Regions from separate parts of the Mus musculus genome. Here all the other regions are linked to region 3. Evidence: chromatin contacts called from public Hi-C and HiChIP or PLAC-seq data. All regions are on one chromosome and are shown on one strand. Each heading gives the region's core, a stretch centred on a gene start, on an enhancer-like site or on the middle of the called end of the contact. The rest is flanking DNA. Distances are from core to core; before and after follow the strand shown. Region 1 has its middle 36 kb from the start of Spry2. Region 2 has its middle 24 kb from the start of Gm35909. Region 3 has its middle 4.3 kb from the start of Gm35967.

Region 1 (2,794 bases), core at 4-2,503, 130 kb after region 3:
TTTTTTTATTCAGTAATGTTGAGAAGAATTCGGGAGTAAATTAAACAATTTTTGTGCTAATAATAACAGAATAATCCTCCTCTTTAAAAAAAAAAAACTAAAATTGCTTAAGGCATTTAAAAAACTTGTTACTACATGCCTTATAATTAGCCTAGTATTAGAAACAAAAGAACCCCAGCAGAGTTTATCTGAGCCATCAGTGCCAAGGGAATGGATACAGACTTTGAACAATGACCTCAGATTTCTAGTCTAACCTTTCATTTCCGGACTGCTAGCTGATGGGTAACATTCTGAAAGACAGCTTCCCCAGTTTCTCCCTCCCTCTCCTTTGGAACTCAAAGGAGTTTGCATCTTAATCCGTTTCTGTAGAATTATAGAATTGTAGAATATTAGAAGGTTGAATTTGGGTAAAGCTTGGAGAAAAACATTAAAATTTCCTCTGGCTCTCTGGGAAATGTATAACTCTCCTGAGAGAAGATCACAGCTATGCTTCTGCCAGCAGGTCTTTGGCATTCTCTTAAAACAAAAGCTAGACTACAACCACCATTAATAATGGTGTGCATTACTCATAGGGACCTGTCTTCTATGCGCTGCTCTTTACTTAATGAATATGAGAACACACTGTATTTCGCCTTACAAAGGGAAGATCAGAAGCGGTCCATTCATTTTGTTGGATTGAGTTGTGTGCCCTCAGAAACAGAACAAAGCGGAGGGTGGAGCCAAATAAAGAGAGCACCACTACCTGTAAACCCACAAAGATTTCCTAATAAGAGTATTGCAATTAAAATAATTTTTCTGTGAACATTTTTGGTTCACAAATTCTATTAATGATGGAGAACAGAGTACTCTACTGTGATAAAATATTCCGGTTTTCTCCTCTTTCCTTCTCCAGCCCTAAACATTAAAAATTTGTATCACTGACGACTTAAAAGGTTCACCCTCAAGCATCCACTGTGTGTGTGAGTGTGAGTGTGAGTGTGTGTGTGTGTGTGTGTGTGTGTGTGTGTGTGTGTGTGTGTATGTATGTATGTGTGGTGGATGGAACTCAATACCTCACTCCAGCTAGGCAAGCACCCAGTCACAAATCACAGGTTTTCACAGATTTCCCTATTTCTCATTATCAGAAAGTCTTTTCAGATGCTTTACAGAGGTCATTCAAAGTTAAAATTCAGCAACCCCGCCCCGTGTGACCCTTTCTCTAGATTCCCACCCTGGGGTGTTTCCTTTCCCCGCTCCCCTAGGGAGCAGGAAGCTTATCAACAAGACACACAGGTGTGAGATAATCAGTTAAGCTCCTCCCAGGGGTGTGGATCTGGAGCGAGTGGCGGAGAAAGCCCAAGTCCAGTGTGCTCAAAGCAAAGTTCAGTAGTGGGAGAGAGTGTCCCGCTTTTGTCATTTAAAACCACTTCCTTAACTCTTTATCCTCCAGGTACTATCTCTATCTCTGTGACACTGAATCTTTTATCAGAACTTGTTCCTAAATAATGAAGTTCACATTACCTTCTAGTGCATTTTCTTCTTTTAGTTATGATTTAACCCAGGTGCCAACTTGGGATTCCAATGATTCTATTTACCTGAATTCTGGCTTGGGCAATTTGCCTGAAAATGTCAATCTTATTTTTTGTTTAGATTTACTTTAATACTATCCAACAATAGACTCACCATATCTTTTTTTTTAAGATTTATTTATTATATGTAAGTACACTGTAGCTGTCTGCAGAAACTCCAGAAAAGGGCATCAGATTTTGTTACGAATGGTTGTGAGCCACCATGTGGTTGCTGGGATTTGAACTCAGGACCTTCGGAAGAGCAGTCGGCACTCTTAACCACTGAGCCATCTGACCAGCTCCTCACCATGTCTTTTTTACTAGTATTGGCATCAATGGCCAAACAAATGTCGTAGATTGTTGAAGGTTTAGATATGCAGTTTTGATTCCCAGGAAGTAATACTGTAGGCAGATATGGTAGGAAGTAATACACTTTCAGAGACTAAAATATGAACATTTAACAACGATGCCCCAGTGATTAAAAGAAGCTCAAAGGAAGAAGATGCTCTATTGTAAGTCAATAAGGAACTTGATAGCACAACACAGAGTACAAAGTGACCTAAAGATCCGAGTGGGGACTACAGGAGATAAACGCATACAGGCGGTTTACGGTGGGCTCCTGCATTGGTATCCTTAACCAGAAACCAAAAATGCACTTTGTCCTATCCTGGCTGAAGGGGAAATGCCAGGACTGTTTCTATTCTGCTTCTTAAATGATTTTCGCGTCTCCATTCTTGAGATCAGAACGTCGGAATAGCCTTGGGCCTGACCTCCACCTCACTGTCAGCTTTGGAACACACCTCCGGCTTCCCGGGAAATCCCAACCAAGTAAAATCCGCTTGGCCTCCCTCTAAACCGCTAGTCCAGTCTGAAAGAATAAGCTACCGCTCGCCCAGAGTGGAGACAAAGCATTCCGATCTGCTCCAAAGATAGAAATACTGCATGCCATTGTCTCCTCCCTTAAGAGAGATAGTGCATCTGGGTGTGTCAGTCACCTGGTCAGGTCTCCAAGCCACCAAGAGAGCTGACTCACCGGAAGGTGGAAGGGATAATTTCTGAGTTGGTGAGACAGCATGCCTGTCCTCCCCTAAAGGCCTTCTGTCCCCTGTGCAGCATTGCAGAACTTCCGTCTTGTAGCACGGAGGGGCGAGAAACATAACTTCCCTTTCCTTCGTCTCTATCTCTTTTTCTTCAGGATACTGCTAAAGTCTGGGAATGCTCTTGCTGACCCTCTGGGCCTTCTCCTT
Region 2 (3,238 bases), core at 718-3,217, 190 kb before region 3:
CTCCTGAGGCTTCCCATGTGTGCAGTTACACATGTCAGCAGACACACACACACACACACACTTAAAAAAAACTTAAGAAAGACAGGAGCCTCTGTACATTTGTGTACCACAAAAGGCACTGGCAGTAATATACATGCCTCATTTATTTGATTTGTCTTTGATAAGACCCAAATTTTTCTTCAAACCATGAAAGCTTGTTTATATTTTACTTCATGAAGGCAGACACTCAGCTTAAGACACATATTTTACTCAACAAGCAAGCATTTTTACGAACACTCACCACCGAGTCAGATACTTATCCTCAAAGGATTCATAATTTAAGGGAAACTTAAGGGAGAAGACTGGCCCTCACAATTATTGTTACAGTGACGTTCGATGGGAGATGGGCCCTCTGTCCCGAGCTTGGTTTCAATGTTGAGACTACTGACTTCACATGTACCATGACAGGGTGTGAAGAGACACATAACTTGCTAAATCTAGACCTTTGAGGTAGAAGGAGGGGGCTTCCCCGGAAGTTTGAAATGTGCTAATTGAGCATGGGAAGCACCAAGAGTCTACACTGTGCTTCCAGGCTAAGAGATGGACCTGAGAGTTCTTTGAATCTGGTCAAAAGAAGAGACATTTAGACTTTCTTATCAGCTTGTCTTGATCCATGGACCAAGGGACAAGGAAAGACAGGTTTAATTAAGACAGTTGTCATACACACTTACCAAATATACCCACGGAAGAAACAAAAGGGAAGCCAGGATTCTGGGAAGATTTGTACAGTGTGCTCATCAACTGGGGTGCCAAAAGGCTATTGAGACATCTTTTAGCTTAAGGGCCTTGGAAAAACTTTCTTGGAGGAAAAGGTTCCCCAGAAAGCTCGGGGTAGGGCATTCAAGAGAGTGAGTGTATGATGGTGTATGTAGAACTGTCAGTAAGTATTCATGGTAGAGGTAGTGTGTAGCACAGTCATCAGGGGCCTTGGGGATATGGTATCAGAAGTTTGCAGTTACTGGGAAGGAGAACCCTTGCAGGGTGATACTGAGATATGAATTTTGGAAGCTGGTTATTTAGAATGCTACCCGACCTTTAGTGAGAAGGAAAATAAGCAACCCCCTGATAAGTGATGGGCACTTGGCTCACTTAGTTAACCTCCTGCTAAAGCGATTGTAGGTTTATGCTTTAAAACGATAGGTTATTTTCAGTGGTATTTGGCTGTGTTTCTAGGGGTGTGTACTAAAAGCAGGGAAGGACGTGGGACAGGAAAGGGGACAAAGAGAGAAAAGAAGAGGGAGTCAGGAGGGAGGGAAAATATAACAGAAAGAGGGAGAGAGAGAGAAAAATGGAAAATCGGGAAAACCCACAAAGTAACAAAAGGTCGGAGTGTTTGAAAGGTCCTCGGCCCCAGCAGGGACTGAGTGTGGAGTCAGAGGGAAAGAGGGGAGGAACATGGGACAGAGGATGACCACAGAAAGCTCTGCTCCCCTATGGGTCAGAAGAGAACCAGACTTCGTTTTAGTTTTTAAGAATTGTTCGATTTAGCAGGGACGGCCGGGGGGGTGGGGGGTGGGTGGGAAATAACAATAACACACAGAGAAGTGTCCTAGAAAGAGAGAGCTGAAATTCTCAAGAGAGGCTGGGCCCCAAAGGGAAGCCACAGAAAGCCAACCCTGTCACACTAGCCTGCCTTTCTCTTACTCTGACGTGAGAACTAAGAACTCAACACTTGAGGACGGGAGACCAGTACTAATCAGATATTTGTAATCTGTAGCAGCAGTTTCCTAACCAGGTTCCTTGGCAGTTTTCTCAGTCAGGGGTCTTTGTCTTCTTGCCCACATTGCAGGTAGCTCTCCTGGAAATCCTAGTGTGACACTGGAATCAGCTGCCATCCAACCATGGCCTCGGCTTCTGGAGGCGATAGAAAAAAGACCGACAGAAGTCGGAACTGGTCTGCTGAGCAAAGGCTCCGTTCTCAGAGCGGGAGGCTAGAGAGTCGGGAGGAGGGGGATTTGATTAAAGGAAGCAAACCTTCCGTGACCGAGGCAACCAGAAGGCCCCCAGAAGCCTCTGAGAGCTTGAGGGAAGGGGCATGAAGAAGTCCTGTAGATTTGTTACATCAAGATGTTAATGTTTTTAATCAAGGTTCCTAGGTGACCCTTAGGCAATTAACTCACGGTCCAGTTGTCCTATTGTGTATCTTCAGCTGATTCTCCTTTGAGCCCTCTCCTCGGCTCTTTCCCTGACGAGCACTTCTAAATTTGAGAAGTGTTTATGAGCCGCTACATTCAGCATTAATTTAATCCGAGTGCTTAATTCATTTCTTTCTCTTTTGTAGCTGATTGAAAAAAAAAAAAAAAAGAAGGAAGCTATTTCAATCCAGGTTTTATCCTCTCGAGAGAGAAAAGGGAATGATTTAAATATGTGGGGCACAGTATTTCTAAAACCTGGGCAAATAGCCTAATAAAATAATTCTGAGCATATGAACGTATTCGCATTCCCTTCCCCTTGCCAGGTGCAGCCCGTGGGAGCTGAATAGCTTCGTGGATCAGTGTTCATTCAAGTGATGATAGGAAAATGATTATGATAAAATAATTTTCACCATTTTCGCAAATTAAAACTTTAAGAGCATAATTCTGAATATAGCTCTTAATAATTTTTAGAACCAGGGTTAGAATTGCGAACTTACAAATGAAGTAAACGCTTTTTTAATTAACCACCCGGGTCAATATCAGACAACCTCTGAATTCAATATAGAAGTAGAGAGGAAAATGAGAAGACTGTATTTAATGACGCTGCACACGCTTCACGTTATTCTTACGTTGTATTTTCTCGCTCTCAGCTAGTACCAGTCAAAAAGTATGTGGGCTCTCCGTTCCCTGGCAGATGTGGTTAGCTGCATGTCGACTATGATTTATCCCAGAAAGTGTGCTTCATTTATAGACTCGGGTATTCTGATATGACCAGCACACGTGGTGCTCAAGTATTCGAAGAAAATTACCTACTACTTATTAGAAAAGTCTGCTGAGAGTACTGAGTTACCTACCAGTGTGAATTTACAAGACCTTTGGCCAAATTTCTCAATGTTAAGCTTTTTAGATGAGAAAATACTTAGCCACAGCGACAATGTGCTTAAAATCTGTGAAAGTCCGCAGTCCTCCTTCCAGCAGATCTAGGGGAGAGGATGGCTAATGCTGGGTTGGAGATAAATGTCTTCATTTTATAGTGCTTTAATTTTGTCCAGTACAGAGCATAA
Region 3 (2,872 bases), core at 85-2,584:
CATCTAAGTGCTGGTATCACAGGTGGCAAGTAGGGGAGCCGGCCAATGCAATTATCATTCCTTAAAGGAACGAGACTGTATCAGGCAGGGCTTGTGCATTTGGAAAGAGCATTAGCAGAGCTAAGTACTTCATAAAGCCAAGAGACTTTGAGCTCTGAATCTCTCCCAGCTCCATGGAAAATGCAATCACCAGAGAGTTTGTTTTAAATATAAAATCTAATGAGACAGCTATGAGGATAATAGATCTGCCTTCTCCTCTCCAAGTTTTATTCAAAACTCATCACATAGACTTGGGGTAAATGACACACCTGAAAAGCAAAGCAAGCACACGCTGCTCTGTAGCAGGAACCCACCGGCAAGGGCTCTCAAACGCTTCCCTATGGAGATCTAAGCTGTAAAAATTAGTATTTTTCAACTCCAAAACTATATATGCAAAAACATTGGCTAACACTGTAGGGCCATGACTATGCTAGAATCTGATCGAAAAATAGTACAAAATTCCCCATATGGTGAAGGTCTCAACATTCTATTTTTAACAGATTTTGGAAAGATGGGTAGAAAACATATTAAATGCCTTCTCTGAATGGCAGTGCTGTGTCTGAATGTTTCTATTTTTATACTTCTATGCATATGTGTCATCTAATTCACATTTTTTTATTATCCTTTAGGGGAATGAAACAAATTTTCTACAAATTAAAATTCAGAAATGGACATATTTCTATTTCACCAGAAATGAACATTCACAATCCAAAACTCTAGCAGCTTCGCAGGCTTCATTTTTTACTTGCTGAATTGCTGTAATTATGCCAGGATATTTTTTGATATTTCTTCTTAAACGCGATGAGAATTTCTCTTTGAAACAAGAGGCTCCCTGCCCCCCCCCTCCCTTACCCCCAAACAGTGCCTGTGCTTTTTTTTCTGGAATCCAAATGAGATGCTTTAGCCAATGCTGATTTCAAAGGCTCCAGAAAAACAGCCTCCTCCAGCCCCTAGCCAACGCAGTCGCTGTGGCTTTAAGAGTAGCGTTCCGCCACCCCCCTGAGCCCACATACTTGTCCTCTTTGCACAGAAAGTGCCAAGCAGTGACATCTACTACAGTTTCTAGGACACGGTGCTCTCTGCTATACAGGGAGAAAAAGAGAGAGCGCGCTGTGAGAGAGAAGGCAGGCAGGGGAAGTGAACACAAACCCAGCTACATTCCCAGCGGACAGGCACTTCCCATGCAGTAATCCTGACCTGCTGTTTATGGCTGTTTGGCTGATAGGAAGCCCAGCTCCAGCGAGCTCTGGGGCCCAGCCTCCCCCCCTTGCTGTCCATTAATCATGAGAGGCTGTTACGAAGTGTACACAGAGTGGGAGTTCTGCCTAGAGTGGCCTCTAGCTGTCTCCAGCTCAATGAAATGACCCTGTGTGAAAACTTGTTTTATGAGAGATTGGTTTATTTGTAACTAAACTACTTCCTCCGTTATTTGATAAGCTCAAATATTTGCTGGTGATAGTCTGAGAGTGTCACATTTATTATCCTGTTTCTGTGGTTGCCTCACTCCTTTGGAACCAGCTCTGTTAACCCTTGGAAGGACAGCCCACGCCATCTTTCAGTTGGTCAGCATTATGTCAGACCAATTAGGATTTGTGACTCAAAGAGGGAGACTGTGTAGTTCCAAAACCACACGGACAACTCCAGAGGCAGAAGACTTTGATAAAAGTCCCCTAGGATTCTGAAACCACCATTTAAAAAAAAGGAAGGGCAGGGCTTCTGACTTCCTAACATAAATCTAAGGCCGTTCTAGACACATTAGTATTCCTGAAATGACAACTTTAGATAGGTCGGTGTGACTTCCTGTAGTTCTCCAGACCCCCAAAACGTCAGCTGTGTAAAGCGTGTGCGTTCTCAAAATGCTTAAAATGTCGTAGCATTCGGTGCTTTGACGCTTTGCCTGTTAGAGTCTGAGCTCATTTGCATTTGGCAGGACTTATTTCCTGCTTCCAGAGAAGGGGGGCGGGGTGGGGGGTGGAAGCCTTTGCTTGCTCTCTCAAAGGCTCAAAGGGCTCTCTGGACATATAAAACTATGTTTCCAAGAATTAAATGAACCAGAATGAGGCAGATCTCTTTTGGAATGAAAAGAAATACAGGCTTTTGTTACATGCAACACATTTGGAAAACCTAAATGGAATATCTCTCTTGACAAACCCACACTGGGACTGTTTTTGCAGCTCTTTCAGTCTCTGGTCAGCTACACGGAGTTCTCAGTGAATGCAGAAGAGGCTAAGGAAATAGCCACTTACGTGTGGCAAAATGTTCCAGCCTTGCAGAGATTTTTCCCAAAATCATTAGACCCACCAAAATGCTTTCCATTTGCCAGGCCTTCACCTTCCCCATCAGAATTTCCACAGTCCTCCAGCCTTGCAGCCCAGCTGTCAGTACCTCCTAAAACAGCCAGCCGTTTGTAGCTGAAAATGTAACCAAGTTTATACACTTCTAACCCAGAGAGCTCCCTGACGATCAGGCAGGAGAAAAAGAAAAACAAAGCAAAGTGGAGCAAAGCAAAGACGTTTTACTCTCAACTTGTTTCAAGGTCACAACAGAACACCCATGCAAGCTCCTTCCATGCTCATAAAAGAGGAGAATTTGGGCCAGCTAAGGCCTGTGGGAGGGCACATAAAGAGGGACCTGTACTGGGAACACAGCCTGGAGAGACCTTTTCCATCATGTGAAGGGGCATGGCTCAGGGTTCCACCTCTGGTTTCTTTTAGATCTCTGCAGGTAGCCTTTCCCCAAGACCCTGCCAATGGAACAAAACTTGGCCAAGTGATGACTAGAATTGTAATTATCTGAAATATATATATATCAAAATATAACTATATTTAATATG

What was found. Hi-C and Micro-C count contacts between places; a contact is called where the count stands out from the background. HiChIP or PLAC-seq counts read pairs in DNA pulled down with a chosen protein or histone mark.
Region 1: an H3K27ac HiChIP or PLAC-seq map of embryonic stem cells shows a contact between it and region 3, with 9 read pairs. The contact joins two enhancer-like sites. A contact is called at or near these places in 1 of 39 promoter capture datasets (the 3T3-L1 cell line), 5 of 484 Hi-C or Micro-C datasets (3T3-L1-derived adipocytes, the HPC-7 cell line, cranial neural crest and 2 more) and 3 of 115 datasets of contacts at active chromatin or transcription factors (craniofacial prominence, embryonic stem cells and trophoblast stem cells).
Region 2: a Hi-C map of nephron progenitors shows a contact between it and region 3, with 2.6 times the contacts expected there. The contact joins two enhancer-like sites. A contact is called at or near these places in 4 of 484 Hi-C or Micro-C datasets (cortical glia, nephron progenitors and uterus) and 2 of 115 datasets of contacts at active chromatin or transcription factors (bone marrow-derived macrophages and cardiomyocytes).

The regions. Positions count from the first base shown.
Region 1 is chr14:105,859,843-105,862,636 of GRCm38.p6, forward strand. No RefSeq gene overlaps it. Among named protein-coding and RNA genes, the nearest start is that of Spry2, 36 kb to the right of the region's middle. Within about 2 kb of position 1,254, at least 34 of the 459 cell types and tissues checked have an H3K27ac peak or open chromatin away from gene starts, as enhancers often do. A contact at or near this core is called in embryonic stem cells and trophoblast stem cells, where this site is marked.
Region 2 is chr14:105,540,869-105,544,106 of GRCm38.p6, forward strand. No RefSeq gene overlaps it. Among named protein-coding and RNA genes, the nearest start is that of Gm35909, 24 kb to the left of the region's middle. Within about 2 kb of position 1,968, at least 31 of the 459 cell types and tissues checked have an H3K27ac peak or open chromatin away from gene starts, as enhancers often do. A contact at or near this core is called in nephron progenitors, where this site is marked.
Region 3 is chr14:105,731,222-105,734,093 of GRCm38.p6, forward strand. No RefSeq gene overlaps it. Among named protein-coding and RNA genes, the nearest start is that of Gm35967, 4.3 kb to the left of the region's middle. Within about 2 kb of position 1,335, at least 335 of the 459 cell types and tissues checked have an H3K27ac peak or open chromatin away from gene starts, as enhancers often do. A contact at or near this core is called in embryonic stem cells, nephron progenitors and trophoblast stem cells, where this site is marked.